Linked DNA regions of Mus musculus: region 2 is linked to region 1. Evidence: chromatin contacts called from public promoter capture Hi-C data. All regions are on one chromosome and are shown on one strand. Each heading gives the region's core, a stretch centred on a gene start, on an enhancer-like site or on the middle of the called end of the contact. The rest is flanking DNA. Distances are from core to core; before and after follow the strand shown. Region 1 holds the start of Tuft1 (tuftelin 1). Region 2 holds the start of Selenbp2 (selenium binding protein 2).

Region 1 (7,586 bases), core at 1,308-3,807:
GACATGCAGGCGTGGCGCTACCCACTTCTCAGATACTTCTTTTTGCACAGTCATTGGTCCTAGCATCTCTTCAGTTGCAATATTTTTGTTTTCCCCCAGTCACTGGGTCCAGGAGATCGTGTGTCTTTCTTTTCCATCCCTGCCTTGCTGCTTTACTCTCAGTGCCTTACCAGTGTGAGATGGATGAGGATGCTATTCTTGCCTTTTATAAACCTGCACATTCATACCTCTCCAAAGACCAGCCTTTCCTCATTGGGGGCCCTCAGCCTGTCCTCCTACCCCAGTGACTGAGCAGCTACAGGCTGCTCTGCCAAGCAGCCCCTGGGAGAAGGGCTTTGAAAGGCCTGGTAAGGTGGTGGGGACTGGTTCTGCCCAGGGTTTCCATCTTCCTTGCCCTCTGTGACTGAGGATGCTACCATAAGGTGGTTGTACCTGGGAACCATGGCAACTGTTGATACAGGTTCTAAAGTTCAAACATCTAGTCCCTGTGGCCTCCTTATGGCTTCTCGGATGTGCCCAGCTTCTGTGGGAACCAACAGATCCTTGCTTTTCTCAAGAAGTGGGCCCTGTTTCAGAGCCTCGCCTGGGGTTGGAAGCTGACTCTCAGTAGAGATGGGAAGGGGTCATGGAGAATATATTCCTCCTTTGAGTTTTGGGGCATGCCAAGCTCTTGTGGGTGAAGGTAATGGGGATGGTTTGCCTCTTATCTCCAAAGTAAGTTCTGGTCTCATCAATGACTTCTATATCATGATTTAAAAGAAGATATTCTGCAGATCAGATATTTTCTCCCAATCCAGCCTTGGTTTAATTTTAAATTAAATATTAAAAATGGCATATCTATATGAAATTCTTGTCTTCATTTTTCTGGTTAATTTGAAGGCCTACTCCAAAAGTTTTTTTTTCTTTTCTCTCTTTTTTTTAACGTGTGTGTGTGTGTGTGTGTGTGTGTGTGTGTGTGTGTACACATGTGAATACTACATTTGTAGAGGTCAGAAAACAACTTTTGAGATAGAACATCTTTTCTCATTTTCCACAGTGTGAATCCTGGGATTGAACACAAGTGGTCAGGAGGCTTGGCCACAGGCACCTTTCCCTGCCAAGTAGATCCTATTCCAAGAGTCCTTGAAACTGTACATTAAAATGAGGCTTTAGCTCATTTTTTAGAGGTCTCTTGTGGCTGATCAGGCATCTAGGAAACAGACTACTTGTAGTAGAACCATCCTGTCCTAAGAAGCTCTGGGAATAGCTTATACAGAGTGCTGTATGAGTTACTTGTCTGCTGCTGTAATAGAAAACAACAGTCAAGACAGGTTAAATAAAGAGGTGTGTATTTGAGCCTACAGTTCCAGAGGGGTAAGAGGTCATCGCCATCATGGTAGAAAGGTGATAGCTGAGATCTCAAACCACAAGCAGGAAGCAGAGAGCAAAGTAGGAATGGTGGGAGTCTTTGAACTCTCAAAGCCTGCCCCAGTGACTTGGTTGTCCAGCGAAACTACATTTCCGCAATCCCCCAATTAGTACCTCCAACTGGAAACCAGGTATTCAAATGACCGAGCCTGGTGGGGGGGGGGGGGGCTTTCCCAGTCAAAGAACCACAAATGCCTTTTTTGAGGATAGAGAAAGGACCAGAATTGAGTTTTTCTCCTATTCTGGTCACTGATGTCCCTAGTGATTATCTTCCAGGTATAGACAGAGCTTTGTATCCATTCATCACTGGCAAGTGACTCAGAGTCCAGTCTAGTCCCCGCCCACCTCGTTTCCCCACACCCACCCTAACACTTTAAGGACCTAGATGTTCACCAAAACGAATTGCTACCTCTAGTGGTACTGCCTATTCAATCGGATTAGACCTTACACACCGCGCCTGCTGTCCCTGTGACCATCACACAGTGAGATAGCCTTCTACCAGAGGTCAGCCCTCAAGATCCCAGCCTAAGCTTGGGAAGCAACTGCCTTTGGTGCCACTAAGACTCTTTCTCTAGGGTGCAAATTCCTTTTAAGGTCATGTGTCCCGCCTCTCCCTACCATATAAGTCTAGTTTCTGCAAAGCAAGCCCCACCCAGAGCTTAGCTGGCTTTGACTTCGACCTGGGCTACTTGCCAGGAAAAAGCACCTGCCAGACTGGCTTAGACTAGTCCGAGTGAGCTGGTCTTTGGTGCCTGCCTTTCTACCTGTGTGGTAGAACTCTGAGGAAAGATGTACTCAGCTCTAAAAAGCCTACAGGCTGGCTTACATTTCAGGAAAGACCACAGAAGCTTGTGCAAGCCCCAACTCAGACGACCAGACCGATTCTTTCCCGCACCGAACCTGGAAAACTGAAAGGAAAAAGACCAATGAGATACCACAAGATACCTTGTCGTACCCTTAGTAAAATTCCTAAGCGGTCACCCGACCTTCACTCCCAAGCCTCACCTTTACGTAAATCGTCCATAGCACGGGTAGGCGAGTCCTGAAGCCTCTTGGCACCGCCCACCTCTCGCTTCCGCTCTACCTCATTGATAAATACCGCCCTGGGCGTGGCCCATCTTCAGCCCCGCCCCCGACGCGCCTATACTAGGGGGCGGTTCCGCGCGCGCACCCGCCTGCCGGCCTAGTTTCCCCGGGACCTCGGAGTTGAGGAAGCTCATACGACCTCCGCGTGAAGATGAACGGGACGCGGAACTGGTGTACCTTGGTGGACGTGCACCCGGAGAGCCAGACCGCGGTAGGTCGTCACCTTCACCCCGCCTTCCCACTCAGGCACAGTGGCTTTCCAGCTCCGCCGCTCGCGTGCCTCAGGCTCAGGTAGCCCATTTCACCTGACGCCGGGCTCAGTGCGGTCAGCCCCGCGTCGCTCCGTGGGCTTTTTCCTTTGCCCTGTGGCGGACTGTGGAGTGGGAAGCACAGGACGAAACACTGGCAGCTCCAGGGCTGGGGAGGTCCTGTCCTTGGCGCGGACACTGTAGCCCCGGCTCGGGCATGGGGCGCGTTACTCAGGCGTCTCGTGGGCAGCTAGATTGGGTCGTGGAAGACGCTCGAGGGACCGGATCCCTGCGCTGTTTCGGACGTTGCGCCGGCCCAGGTGGGTTACGCCTTTTCGCGTTTCCCGATGGCCTCAGAACCCCTTCAAAGACTTCTGTGATGGCGATCCTTTTACTAGGAAAGGGGGCAGAGGGTCGAATCCTAGGAGAGAGGGGAGAGCATGAGTGGGCGGGATAGGTCTCAGACAACTACGGAATTGGTACCAGATTCTACCTTTCGCCCAGAGGATTTATGGAGCTCTCCGCTCGACGGTCACCTCTTTTGGATTTCTCCTTTTTTTTTTTTTTTAAATCTTGCTTTTCTGGTCCCCAACCCCCTTTCAGCCAGCCAGTAGCTTCCTTGGTTTTGCTTTCATGTCCAGATGCCAAGTCCCTGTAGGGGAATAAGGGGATGCTGCGGAACTCCAGTGGAGAACTGAACCCACCTGGAGTGGGTTAGGGAGAGAGAGGGGGCATTCTCCAGTGCAATCCAGTCTGCCCTGCTCCCTTTATGCCCTCCTCACTCCCTCACTCCCTTTATGCCACCCTCAACTGACCACATATTTTTTTTTCTCTCCAGAGGGAAAGGCCTGTAATTTGATGCTGCATGTTTCTAGTCGTTGCTGGGGGATCCAAATACTCCATAGATCTGTGCTAATTAATTTATTTCCAAGTTGTTGTGGAGAATGAAATGAGAGCCAAAGTGATGGGGAGTTTGCGCCCCCACCCCCCCCATCTGATTCCTATGCGCCTGCCTGTCTCAGCATGTCCTTGAGGCAAAGCTAACCCAGCTACAGCTGGATTATGGCTCTTCAAAGAATTGTTGTAGAATGGGTGCTCATTTGAAGTTCAGAGTACAGCTGATCATTGAAGTCTGTTCACTGTCTCCTTCGACATTTTTGCCTAGAAATATGGAGGTTTCTTTCACATTACAAGTTTTGACATTGCCCAAAGCCCAGCCCACCCCCCAGCCTACCCCAGGTAAGAGAGGTTGACCAAATCAGATAAACAAAACCAAAGTCCAGCCAACAACTAGTCATATCCTATTGTCCCAGCCTCAAGTGCTCCATGCTCTTGGTGCTTTGGAATGGTTGAGTCAGGGAAAGAACATGGAATGAATAAAAGGGGTCATGGGCTTTAAAAAAAAAGAAAGAGGAAGAAGAATCATTTATTGTATTTTTATGCATACACTGTAGCTGTCCTCAAACACATCAGAAGAAGGCGTCAGATCCCATTACATATGGTTGTAAGCCACCATGTGTTTGCTGGGAATTGAACTCAGAACCTCTGGAAGAGCAGACAGTTCTCTTAACCACTGAGCCATCTCTCTAGACCCATGAGCTTCTTTTAGACGTAGAAAAAAGACCCACCTCATATAGAAGAAGGATCTTTAAAACCACAATCCTGGCAGTACAGAGAAGGATATGTCACCCGTTGCTGTCCCTTGATGCTTTTCTTTCTTGTTTGTTGGGACAGAAAGCAGAGGTAGAAAATAGCAATATGTCAGAGGGGAGACAGACTAGACTTGTGACTTATTTTATGGCTGGGCGGTGGTGGCGCACACCTTTAATCCCAGCACTTGGGAGGCAGAGGCAGGTGGATTTCTGAGTTTGAGGCCAGCCTGGTCTACAGAGTGAGTTCCAGGACAGCCAAGGCTACACAGAGAAACCATGTCTTGGGAAAAAAACAAAAGAGGGAGATAGAGAGACTTATTTTATTATAAAGCCAGGAGTGAAATAACCCTTGCCTGGTTTACTCTTGGAGACATTCCTGGGCTCATGAGGAAGGGCAGAGAGTAAACAATCAGTCAGTCAGGAGGCAGGCTTTGTCCTGGATTCTTCTCCTCTGAGCCAACCTGTAAATAAAATTTATGGCTCTGGACAGTCCCTGGGAACCTGTCATGTCGTCAGTCATGTACTCATACCATTGAGCATGCTCAGTGAGGGTGCAAAAGCTGTGAGCAAGGAAACGATTCAACTGATTTATGTGGTGCTGGGAGTTGAACCCAGGTCTTTGGCCACACCAGACAAGCATTTGTCTAACTGAGCTACATCCCCAACTCTATCTTTGTTTATTGGGAGTGCCTTTTTCTTCCGTAATCAGCTGTTTTTATTCCTGTTACTAAGAAACAAACAAAAACATAGTGGAAAAGCTGGGCATAGTGGTAAAAGCCTTTAATCCCAGAACTTGGAGGGCAGAAGTTGATGGATCTCTGTGAGTTTGAGGCTAGCCTGGTCTACATAGTAAATTTCGGGCCAGCCATGACTACATAGGAAGACTTTATTTCAAAACAAAAACCTTAGTGGAGGAGAAATAGCATTTAAAAAAAATAATAACTAACATGCCAGAGCGATGGCGAGGATAGTCTTTCTGACAAAAGCTTTGTGTCAGCTGTATGTATGTTTAATGGGATTAAAGGTGCAAACCACCTTATCTGGTTGTAAAGTGTATTTTAATGTCAAAAGTATTTGTTTAAAAGTGACATTGGTAAGTTATTGGCATATAAAGTACAAATAAATCTCAAACCCATTAGACAATCCTGTTACCTTCCTTTGGCTAAAGTAAACAGCAGAAAGTAACCTAGCTAGCTAAAGAGGAGTTTACTAGAAGGAAAAGATCAGGGCCTAGAAGTTAAAGGAAAGCTTCAATTAAAAGGTCCGAACCGAGGCAGTCCAGGACAGTAATGTGGATGATCCCTGCTTCTGGATGATTCTGGCCAGTTCAGGTCATTTTGCCATCCTTCTGAGATTCCAGGGAAAGGGGCCATTGTCCCCTGAGATTATCCTTAAGTAGGAATGGGCAGGGGTCCTTGATTGGCAGGGTTAGAAGATTGTCTAGTGAAGGATGACATGCTCCAGAGCAAAGCCAGATGTCACCAGTGGGGGACCGTGGAGGCAGTGTATAAAGGAGCACATGGCCACATGGAGTCTGCGTGGGTGACCTCTGCCTGCCTTCTCCTTCGCTCCCTCATTTTCTCCCTCCCTTTGACTTTTTAAATGGAAAGAATATATGTTAGAGGGATAGAGAGATGGCCCAGTCGTTCTAGGCACTAGGTACTGTTACAGAGAGACCCTGGTATGATTTTCTGCATCCACATAGTAGCTAACAACCATCCACAATTTCAGTTCCAGGAGATCAGGTGCCCTTTTTAAGCCTCCATTGGCACCAAGCTTGTATGTGGTATACATACATAAATGTGCCGTACATATTAAATAAATAAATAATATAATGGAAAGAATACTTGTACATAGTGTGTATTTATTTTTTGGCATTTTGAGACAAGATCTCCTGTACCCTAAGCTAACATTAAACTCCTGCTCCCTCTCTACCTCCCAAGTGCTCAGATTTCAGCATGGGCCACCATGCCACATCACATCCTGCTCTTGTACATGATTTTAAAAACAAAACTAATATCAAATGTTTTTTGAAGGAATGTATGTGTTCTCTACTTCTAAGTTCTGCTACATGGAAGTGGCCACTTTGAAATCTTGGCTGTTTGTTCTGGTGCAAACCTCTGTTTCTAAATAAAATACTTATAGTAGCGTGTTTCTTTTCTCTTTTGAAAATTGCAGTTGTTTACTTGGGGGCAGTAGCACAGGCATGCCACGCACATGTGTACAAGTCAAAAGACACGCCAGGGAAGTCCATTCTCTCCTACCATGTGGGTCTTGGCATCAGGTCTAGCAGCAGACACCTTTTTGCTGCTCCATTTAGTTAGCTCCCATTCCTCTCCTTCCTCTCCTCCCCTTTTCTTCAGTTCTTGTATTGAGGCTGCCTCACACCCAATGTTGATATCTTTAAACTTCTGATTTTCCTGCCTTCTCCTGATTCCTAAGGTTGCAACCATATGACAATGTGGCTGATTTATGTGGTGCTGCGGGTCAAAACTAGAACTTTGGGCATGGCAGGCAAGCCTCTAATTGAGCTATACCCCAGCCCAGTCCACACCTATTCTCCACTGGGGAAACAGGAAGCATGGAGAATTGAATCTGGGGCCTCATGCATGCTAAGGAGGTGTTCTACTGCAGAGCTGTGCCTTCTGTTTTAGCTTTGTTTTTGTCAGTTCTAGGCAGTCATTGGCTCCTATTGTAGGAATTAGAGGGAGGTTAATATCCCCCCCCTTTTTTTTTTACAGATTCCTTTCTTGTGACTGCAGTGTAATCAGAATTTTTAGTTAACCCATGATCCCCATTAATAGGATTGTGCTTGACAGCATGACTCTGGGGCTGTTAGGTTGCTTGCCTGGCATCCACTAGCCCTGGATTGGATCAGACTGTGCACATTGGGTGTAGTGGCACATGCCTGTAATCCCGGCAGTCAGATTAGTCAGGGAGTTCAAGGCCAGTGTGGGATACATGAGAACTTGTCTCAAAACAAATTAATAATTAAAAGTAAAGAAAAAAAAGCTGCATAACTCTGTGAGTCTGACTAAATGCTTTGCCAGAGCACTTTGGTAATTAATTTCTTCATTCTCAGTTTCCTCATATGTAAGAGGAGACAATAATCATGCCTTCTCATAAGATCATTATGAGGATTAAGTAAGATAATATGCAGGCAACATTAAACACAGTGTTTGGCACGGGGTTA
Region 2 (7,586 bases), core at 3,813-6,312, 35 kb before region 1:
CTAACTTCACACGCGAGTCCACATCCTTATGGCAGACTCTTGACCATGCAGTTACAGCTTATCCTGTGTGTGTGTGTGTACACTGATGGACTGATGGTTGAAACTGGGACTTCAATAATGTAGGCAAGTGCTCTACCACTGGGTTATAACTCCAGCCTTCTTTTATTTGTATTTTGAGACAAAATCTTGCTAAGTTTCCCAGGCAGGCCTTGAACTTGTGATCTTTCTGCTATGACCTAGAAAATAGCTGAATTTATACCCCATGACCAGACCCATCCTCATCACTGTAGTAATAACTGAAACAACTGATGCCACTCGCTGACATGTTAGATGTTGGATAGGACTCAGCCAGTTCCCCCTGGTGTCTCACTCTATTGCTCCCCAGGCTTTGGTTCTGTTCCCCACACAGTGGGATGCCTTCCACACTTCTTAGCTGCTGAGATTTTACAAGTCCACAGTGCCAGCAGGTACCTTTGCCATTACCCTGGAGATCCCCCAAGGTGTTGACCATGACTTCTCCACTGGCCAGGCAGTGGCTGGTGTGCGTATTGCTCACGTTGCACTTGGCTTGGATTTCACTGGCTTCAATGACCTGGAGAAGGTAAGGAACAGGGTCAGAACTTTACAGAGCCAGAAGTCTCCACTACCTGCTGTCATTCTCCCTGTGGGCCCTGCCTCCTTTTCCTCTCCCTGAGTGAAGACAGCACAAATTCAGTCTGGTAACTTGGAGACCAGCAAGAGAGAGGCAGAGAAACCACCAGTAAGTCTTCAGTCAGAGAGCATTGACATTCCCTTGTCCCTCTTGAAGGCACTCCCATCTCCTGGGGCCCCTCCGAGGCCACTGTTAGCTCTGTACCCTCAGCAGTCAGCTCTGAGCATCTGGTGCAGAGGATGGATATCCAATGACGTGTTGAGAGGAAGCCCTGAGCTAGCTGGCTCTGACACCCTGCTCAAAGAAGAAACCTCCTCTCCTGGCATCCCAGCCCATGCTTGAAACTTGCTTGATGGTGCCAGTTCAGGAGCCCTCTGAAGTGTGCCCTTCCTTCCTGCTGCTGAGTCAGACCCTGTGTCAAATCTGGAGACAGCTAGTCTAAGGGTTGTTGGGCCAGCATGTTCAATAGGGTCACAAGGACGGAGGATATGCCTTGTGCAACTTCGGGGCACGAGGCTCAGAGCCCACATCCACCACGTAGATGCGGGAGGACATGAGACCAGGCAGTATCAGCTTGTTGCGTGACTTCGTGCTGTCCCCAAAGCAGCTGCTGCAGGTGTTCCATCCTGAGTGGTGCAGCTCGTCCTTCAGGTAGGGCATGGGCAACCTGTGGATGACCTAGGATGGAGGACAGGAAGTGCTGATTGCCCAGGTCCTGCCTCTACAGACTCATTTTTGACTAGGCATAGACAGGGTTTCAGTTCAGCACCCTGTGCAATGAATAGCTTGCATTACTGTGAGGACAAAGAAGGGTAGAGGTAGGGAACCGGGGCTGTCGTGGGAGTCTCAGGGGCACTAGTGACCATGCTTCACCTCACCTGGCTATACTGGGGAGACTTAGGGTCTACATCCACAGTGGCCAAATAATCCGGGGCTTCGGTGCCTGTGTTCCGGTAAATGCAGGGCAAGTAGACAATCTCCTCTCGGGGTCCTGGGAAGTAGAAAGCAGGTTGTGGTAATCCACCAGGCAGAGGCAGCTCAGGAAGGATCAGAGGGCTAAAGGTAGATCTGCTGTACCCCAACCCTACCCTGGGGTCTGCAGAGGGATGCCGGCCCTTCGATTTACAATTACCTTTCATGGCCTCCAGAGGGGTGGGGTAACCTGGACCACACTTTGTGCATTTTGTAGCTGTAGAAATAATGGGAACACGTTGGCTGGGGCCTGCTTTGGAGTGTGATTCTCTCTTTATGCAGCCTGTGACACATCTGGCAGGCAAGGCAGACTCACTGCTGCCCCAGGTCCCTACTTCAGCCCCATCACTTTGGCCCAGTACCCCCAACCCATCCCCCAACCCAGTCCCCCATCTCTGATGAGGGTGAGGTGGAAGAGTGGAGCCACATGACCTGGAAGTGGACTGGAGGAGGTGAGGCAGAGCCTGTGTCCTCAGTAATCATAACACTGACTTCGATTCCTGCCGTAGCCTACCTGGCCAGTCTTGGGCAGAACTTGGGCAAATTATCTAACTCAGTTTCCAGTTTGTATGTGAAGAAGAGATAATGAGAGCACCACAGGGGGATGGGCACACGGCCTTAGGGAGGCAGAAGCAGCATGAGTTCAACACTAGCCTTGCTACATAGCAAAAACTGATTTAGGGCTCATGCCTTTAATGCTTTTAATCCCAGCAAGCAGAGGCAGGTGGAGATCCGCAAGTTCAAGGCCAGCCAGGTCTACATAGTTTTGGGGCAGTCAGGGTTACATAGAAAGACCCTGTCTCAAAAAAGCAAAAGTGAGCTAGGAAGGCTCAGCAATTCAATTCCCAGCTACCAGCAAGCACAGAGTTCAGCTCTGGGGAGGTCAGATGCCTCTGACCTCTGAGGGCTGCACCACTCACCAGCGCATACACACACACACACACACACACACACACACACACACACACACACAGACACACACTAAATCTTAAAATCAAACGACCCACCGAGGGAAGCTGCTCAGTGATAGAGCACTTGCCTATCATTGGAAGGTTTTTGGTTCAACATGATAAAACAAAATCCCGGAGGGGCCTCTGTGAGACCTAAACCAAGTAGGCAGCCTTCTGAGGTCTGTTCTGAGGAGCAGCCCTCGAGAATGGGAAGGCTGCATCTTCCACCAAATTCAGCCAGAGCAGGACCCAGAAACTTCCTCCATCCAGCTGGGGTCCTGAGCTGGGTTGCTGGTCACACTCAGGATTACACAATCAATCCAAAGCCAGGGAGTGTGTGTATTTGGTCAAGACTGATGCCAGGCCGGGCTTAGTGGCGCATGCCTTTAATCCCAGCACTTGGGAGGCAGAGACAGGCGGATTTCTGTGTTCGAGGCCAGCCTGGTCTATAAAGTGAGTTCCAGGACAGCCAGGGCTACACAGAGAAACCCTGTCTTGAAAAACCAAAAAAAGAAAAAAAGAAAAGAAAAGAAAAAAGAAAAAAAAGACTGATGCCAGTTGTGTGTCCTTAGGCTTCTTTCTATTTTCCTAGTGATCACAGCTATAGGGAGAGGCCCTTCCGGACCCTACAGTCTGACAAGACAGTTGCCAAGATTCCAGCTTTTTGAGTGTGGGCCAGACTCTGGAGGTTGAACAGGCTCATGTAGGTTGAAAGAAATTCTGAAGTGGAGCTCACAGGCCTGTGCTCTGCCCCTGCCCTGACCCAGGTCCACAAGCAGGCCCGAGAGAGGTTAGAGACATGGTTCAGGCTAAGAGCAATGACTGCTCTTATGAAGACCCCAGATTTGATTCACAGCATCCACATGGTGGTCAAGAACTGTAACTCCAGCCGGGCGTGGTAGCGCACGCCTTTGATCCTAGCACTCAGGAGGCAGAGGCAGGTAGATTTCTGAGTTCGAGGCCAGCCTGGTCTACAGAGTCAGTTCCAGGACAGCCAGAGCTATACAGAGAAACCCTGTGAACTGTAACTCCAGCTCCAGGAGATCTAACACGCTCTCTGGCCTCACACACATCAAGTAAACATGTAAGGAAATAATAAGGAAGCCTCAAGGCCAGAGCAGCCTCTTCTGCACCCAGGAGATCCACATCGAGAAGGTATACGAAGTAGGGAAGCAGTAACAGTGTTGGAGTTGGGGAGCCCGATCTCCCCAAGATCCTTCTGCCTCAGTCTCCTTAGCACTGAGGTGACAGGCATGAGCCACCACACACTGACTTAAAGGGGTGCAACACATGAAGCCCAGCACTCAAGAGGCAGAGGCCAGAGGATCTCTGTCAGCCTGATCTACATACAGTGAGTTCCAGATCAGCCAGAGCTACATAGTGAGACCCTGTCTCAGAAACCAACCAACCAACCAACCAACCACAAACAAACAACCCTAACAACAATAACAACAACAACAAATTCTGTTCTAGGACTCAAGAAATGGCTCAGGGGTGAAGAACACACCCATGGAACTCAGAACTGTCTGACACCTTCTTCTGGCCCCAGTTGGCACTAGATACGTATGTGCTACACATGAACATACAGAAATGTTCATAAAATAAAAACATCATTAAGAAGAGGAGAAAAGTGGAGGAGGTTTATCCCACCACCCAAGGCTTGGTCCAGGCTGCTAGGTCGCCTGGGGCACCATCTTTCTCTGTGTGGCATCCTCCAGTCGTAAGCATTTTAAGCAAGGTCTATGACATTTTGAGTTTGGGGAACCCAGGCAAAGTTCAAGTGGATTTTCTGTGCCAGGATGGCCACTGGTCTTTCTACTAGCCCAGGGAAGAGCCAGCAATAAGGGGAGCAGGGCCTCAACATTCCTTCTGAAACCCAGACTCTCAGACTGATACCCAGGAGCTCGCAGGCAAAAGGATAAGAGGGCTGTGGGACTTGGGAGGGGCGCAGAATCAGGCCCTCAGTGCGCTAGTGTGGCTGCCCCTGACTTCCCCCATTGACTGGTGATATGAAGCAGCTTGAGAGATCCAGGCTGTGATGATTGTTCTTTTGTAACACCCGCCCCCCCAACCCATTGACCCCGTGCTAAAACCAGAATCATATATTTACGAGGGTGACAAGCTGCACTGCCCCTGCCCCTTCCCCTACCGAGGTTGGGTAGGATTCACAAACCACCATTTCTGGCGGTCCCTTTCTGTTCCTTAGAACTTAGGCCAGGCTGAAAAATAGTGTGCATGAAGTTTTCACTTGAGCTGCTATGTGCATGTCTGCAGGGTAGGAACAAGAGTCCAACTCTTTCGTCACTGTCTGCCTCACAGTTCCGGGTCATTTCCTGGAAGGAGGAGGACCCTCCAAACTACAGGCAGCCTACACATGGTTTGAGAGCCTTTTCCTTACCCATGCTGCTGGCTGGCTGACACTCGGGTCCTGCAGGATTTGCCAGGAATGAGCAGAGGCTCAGCAGAGACCAGTGCTGGTATTAAGTGCAGACTGCACAGGTAAGGGGCAAAAGGAGGGAATTTATGCATCTAATTGGGGGAGAGGTGGAGCAAGGGGAGGGACCTGGCTGCCTTCCAGGGTAAACTATAAAGGGCAGCTAACCAGGAAGCTGTCAAGTGGCCTGGCTGTTCAAATTACAGGGTGTGTGTGTGCACACACGCACACTTGTGCACAGGTGTGCACATATGTACGTGTATATACACATGCAAAAAACATCTGAGCCATTAGTGGGTACTTTGGTCTGTATTAAGTTTGTGTGCCTGTGTAGCCTTCTCCTGTGGGTTCCTATCCATGTGCCTTTATGTTTGTGTATGCACAGGTGTGAATTTGTATGTGCTTCCGCCTGGACGTGTATATGCCTGTGTGTGCCCATGTGAGCAGGAACCGTGTGAGAGGAGTGTTTATATGTATGCATTCACATGTTCCTGTGACTTCAAATGCTCGTTTATGTGTCTGGCCATGCCCATGGACATTTCAGGGTACCCACGGTTGAGGACCTGTTTGTTCCCACTGCTGCATCGAAAGCCAGCTTTCTCTGATGATTGTCCTCTTCTTCTAGACATTCATGCTCCAAAAAACAGTTCTGATCACCCAGACCCCTCCCCCAGGCCTTTCCACAGCAGCTGCCCACAGAGCCAAGGCTGAGGGGTGAGCCTAGGTCCCACTTTCCCCAGAACCACTATGAGCCTTGAGCTTTGAAGTGGGAGAAAGCCTAGTGTTTGCTATTACTGCCAATTTCCCTCAGAAACCCCAGGAGGTGAAAGTGAACTAACTCCCCCTCACCACAGAGTCTGCTGCCCTGAGGGGCTGGATGCAGGGTCAGAGAGGAAATCAACAGATGCTACTGTCCCCAATTGGGTGGCGACAGAAAATGTTCAGGGGCACTCCTTGTCTTGGGGTGGGTCCTCTAGCTTGAAGAGTAAGTGTCTGCTCAGGTTGTTAAGCCTGTGGCTGTAATATACATCAGTAAATCATTGCTTGCTGAAGAACTCTTTCTTTTTTTCAGTAATTTATTTATTTTTATTCACTTTGCATCCGGATTGAAGCCCCCCTCCCCCTCCTCTCCACCCAGTCCTGCCCTTATAAATCCCTCCCCCTGTTACTCCCTCCCCTTCTCCGAGGAGAAGGGGAAGCCTCCCCACAACCTTGGGTCACCCCATCCTGGGACATCTAGTCCCAACAGGATTAGACATATCCTCTCTCACTGAGGCCCATTAACAGGGCTCCTCAAAGCTAGGCTGAGGCCTGATCCTGTTAACCCCGTGCAGGGCTGCCCTTCACCTAGGAAAGTGTGGGTTTGAAGGGCTCAGCAGGAGGACTATGTAACCCTCTCTCCCATGGAGCCCGGGCTGCCACTGTCCTCAGTGTGAGGTGCTTGCCCAGGGAAGGCTCCTGTCCACACACTTCAGGGAATCCAACTGTCGGTAGACACTACTTTCATCTTAGATAAAAGCTCTGAAGTGAGCACACCTTTAATCCCAGCACTCAGGAGGCAGAGGCAGGTGGATTTCTGATTTCGAGGCCAGCCTGGTCTACAGAGTGAGTTCCAGGACAGCCAGGGCTATACAGAGAAACCCTGTCTCGAAAAAAAAAAAGCTCTGAAGTGAGGCTCTCATTGAATAGGGAAATGGGTAACATGGGCTCAAGATAACCACCAGAAGAAATCACTCTAGGTACAGTTATGATAGAGAGAAGGGCTATGGTGGCAGGGTTGGAGCTCACGTGACACATTTTAAGCCACCTTTTACTTCTAAAGGAAGAAGCTAGCCCAGCCTGAGAGGAGTTTCTCTGGATTAACTCACCGCATAGAGTATCAGATGTAAATGTATTTTGTGGAAGGGAAGAAAGGAAGGTGTGTGTTGCAGGGTGTGTGTGTGTGTGTGTGTGTGTGTGTGTGCGCGCGCAAAACAGGGCTCAGTGCACTGGTCACCTTCCTTCAGAAGTCTGTCAGAAAGGTCATTTCCCCAACATAAAGTTCCCCAGCCTAGGTGTGGTAGCACACTCCTGTAATCTCAACATGGAGTCAGAGGCCAGCCTGGTCTACACAGTAAATGCCAAGCTAGACTTTCTGTGGATTCAAGGCATCAGCTTCTAAACCTGGAGTTTACAAAAGTTCACTGAAAACGATGTAAGTGGGGGCTGGAGATACATTTAGCTCAGTGTTTAAGAGCATTTGCTGCTCTTGCAGATGACATAGGTTCAGTTCCCAGCACCCAACAATGGGTGGCTCACAAGCAATGCAAATTCCAGGAAATCTAATGCCCTCTTCTGGCCTCCATGGGCACATGGTGTATATCCATACCTTCAGTCATACACATACAGGTTAAATAAATAAATATATTTTTAAATGATTTAAGGGGGTAGACAAAATGAATCAAAAAAATGAATCTCTTGCCTTGCTGTGGTATCTTCTTCACTGTCCACCATCAGCCAGTCAACAAAGCTGGCCTAGTGTGTGCATCTGCCCTGAGGCTGCAAAGCTGACCTAGTGTGTGCAGCTGTCCTGGGGCTG

The links. Capture Hi-C pulls out chosen DNA fragments and counts their contacts.
Region 2: a promoter capture Hi-C map of pancreatic islet shows a contact between it and region 1. The contact joins the promoter of Selenbp2 here to the promoter of Tuft1 in region 1. A contact is called at or near these places in 1 of 15 datasets of contacts at CTCF or cohesin (the G1E-ER4 cell line), 5 of 115 datasets of contacts at active chromatin or transcription factors (embryonic stem cells, extraembryonic endoderm stem cells, intestinal crypt epithelium and 2 more) and 2 of 9 other capture datasets (embryonic stem cells and pancreatic islet).

The regions. Positions count from the first base shown.
Region 1 is chr3:94,653,843-94,661,428 of GRCm38.p6, reverse strand. Tuft1 (tuftelin 1) reads left to right here and starts at 2,557. Exons shown (of 13, transcript NM_011656.3): 1 at 2,557-2,704. The coding sequence starts at 2,645. It also overlaps the pseudogene BC021767.
Region 2 is chr3:94,691,049-94,698,634 of GRCm38.p6, reverse strand. Selenbp2 (selenium binding protein 2) reads right to left here and starts at 5,062. Exons shown (of 12, transcript NM_019414.2): 1 at 4,973-5,062; 2 at 1,785-1,841; 3 at 1,531-1,643; 4 at 1,145-1,330; 5 at 472-592. The coding sequence starts at 4,976.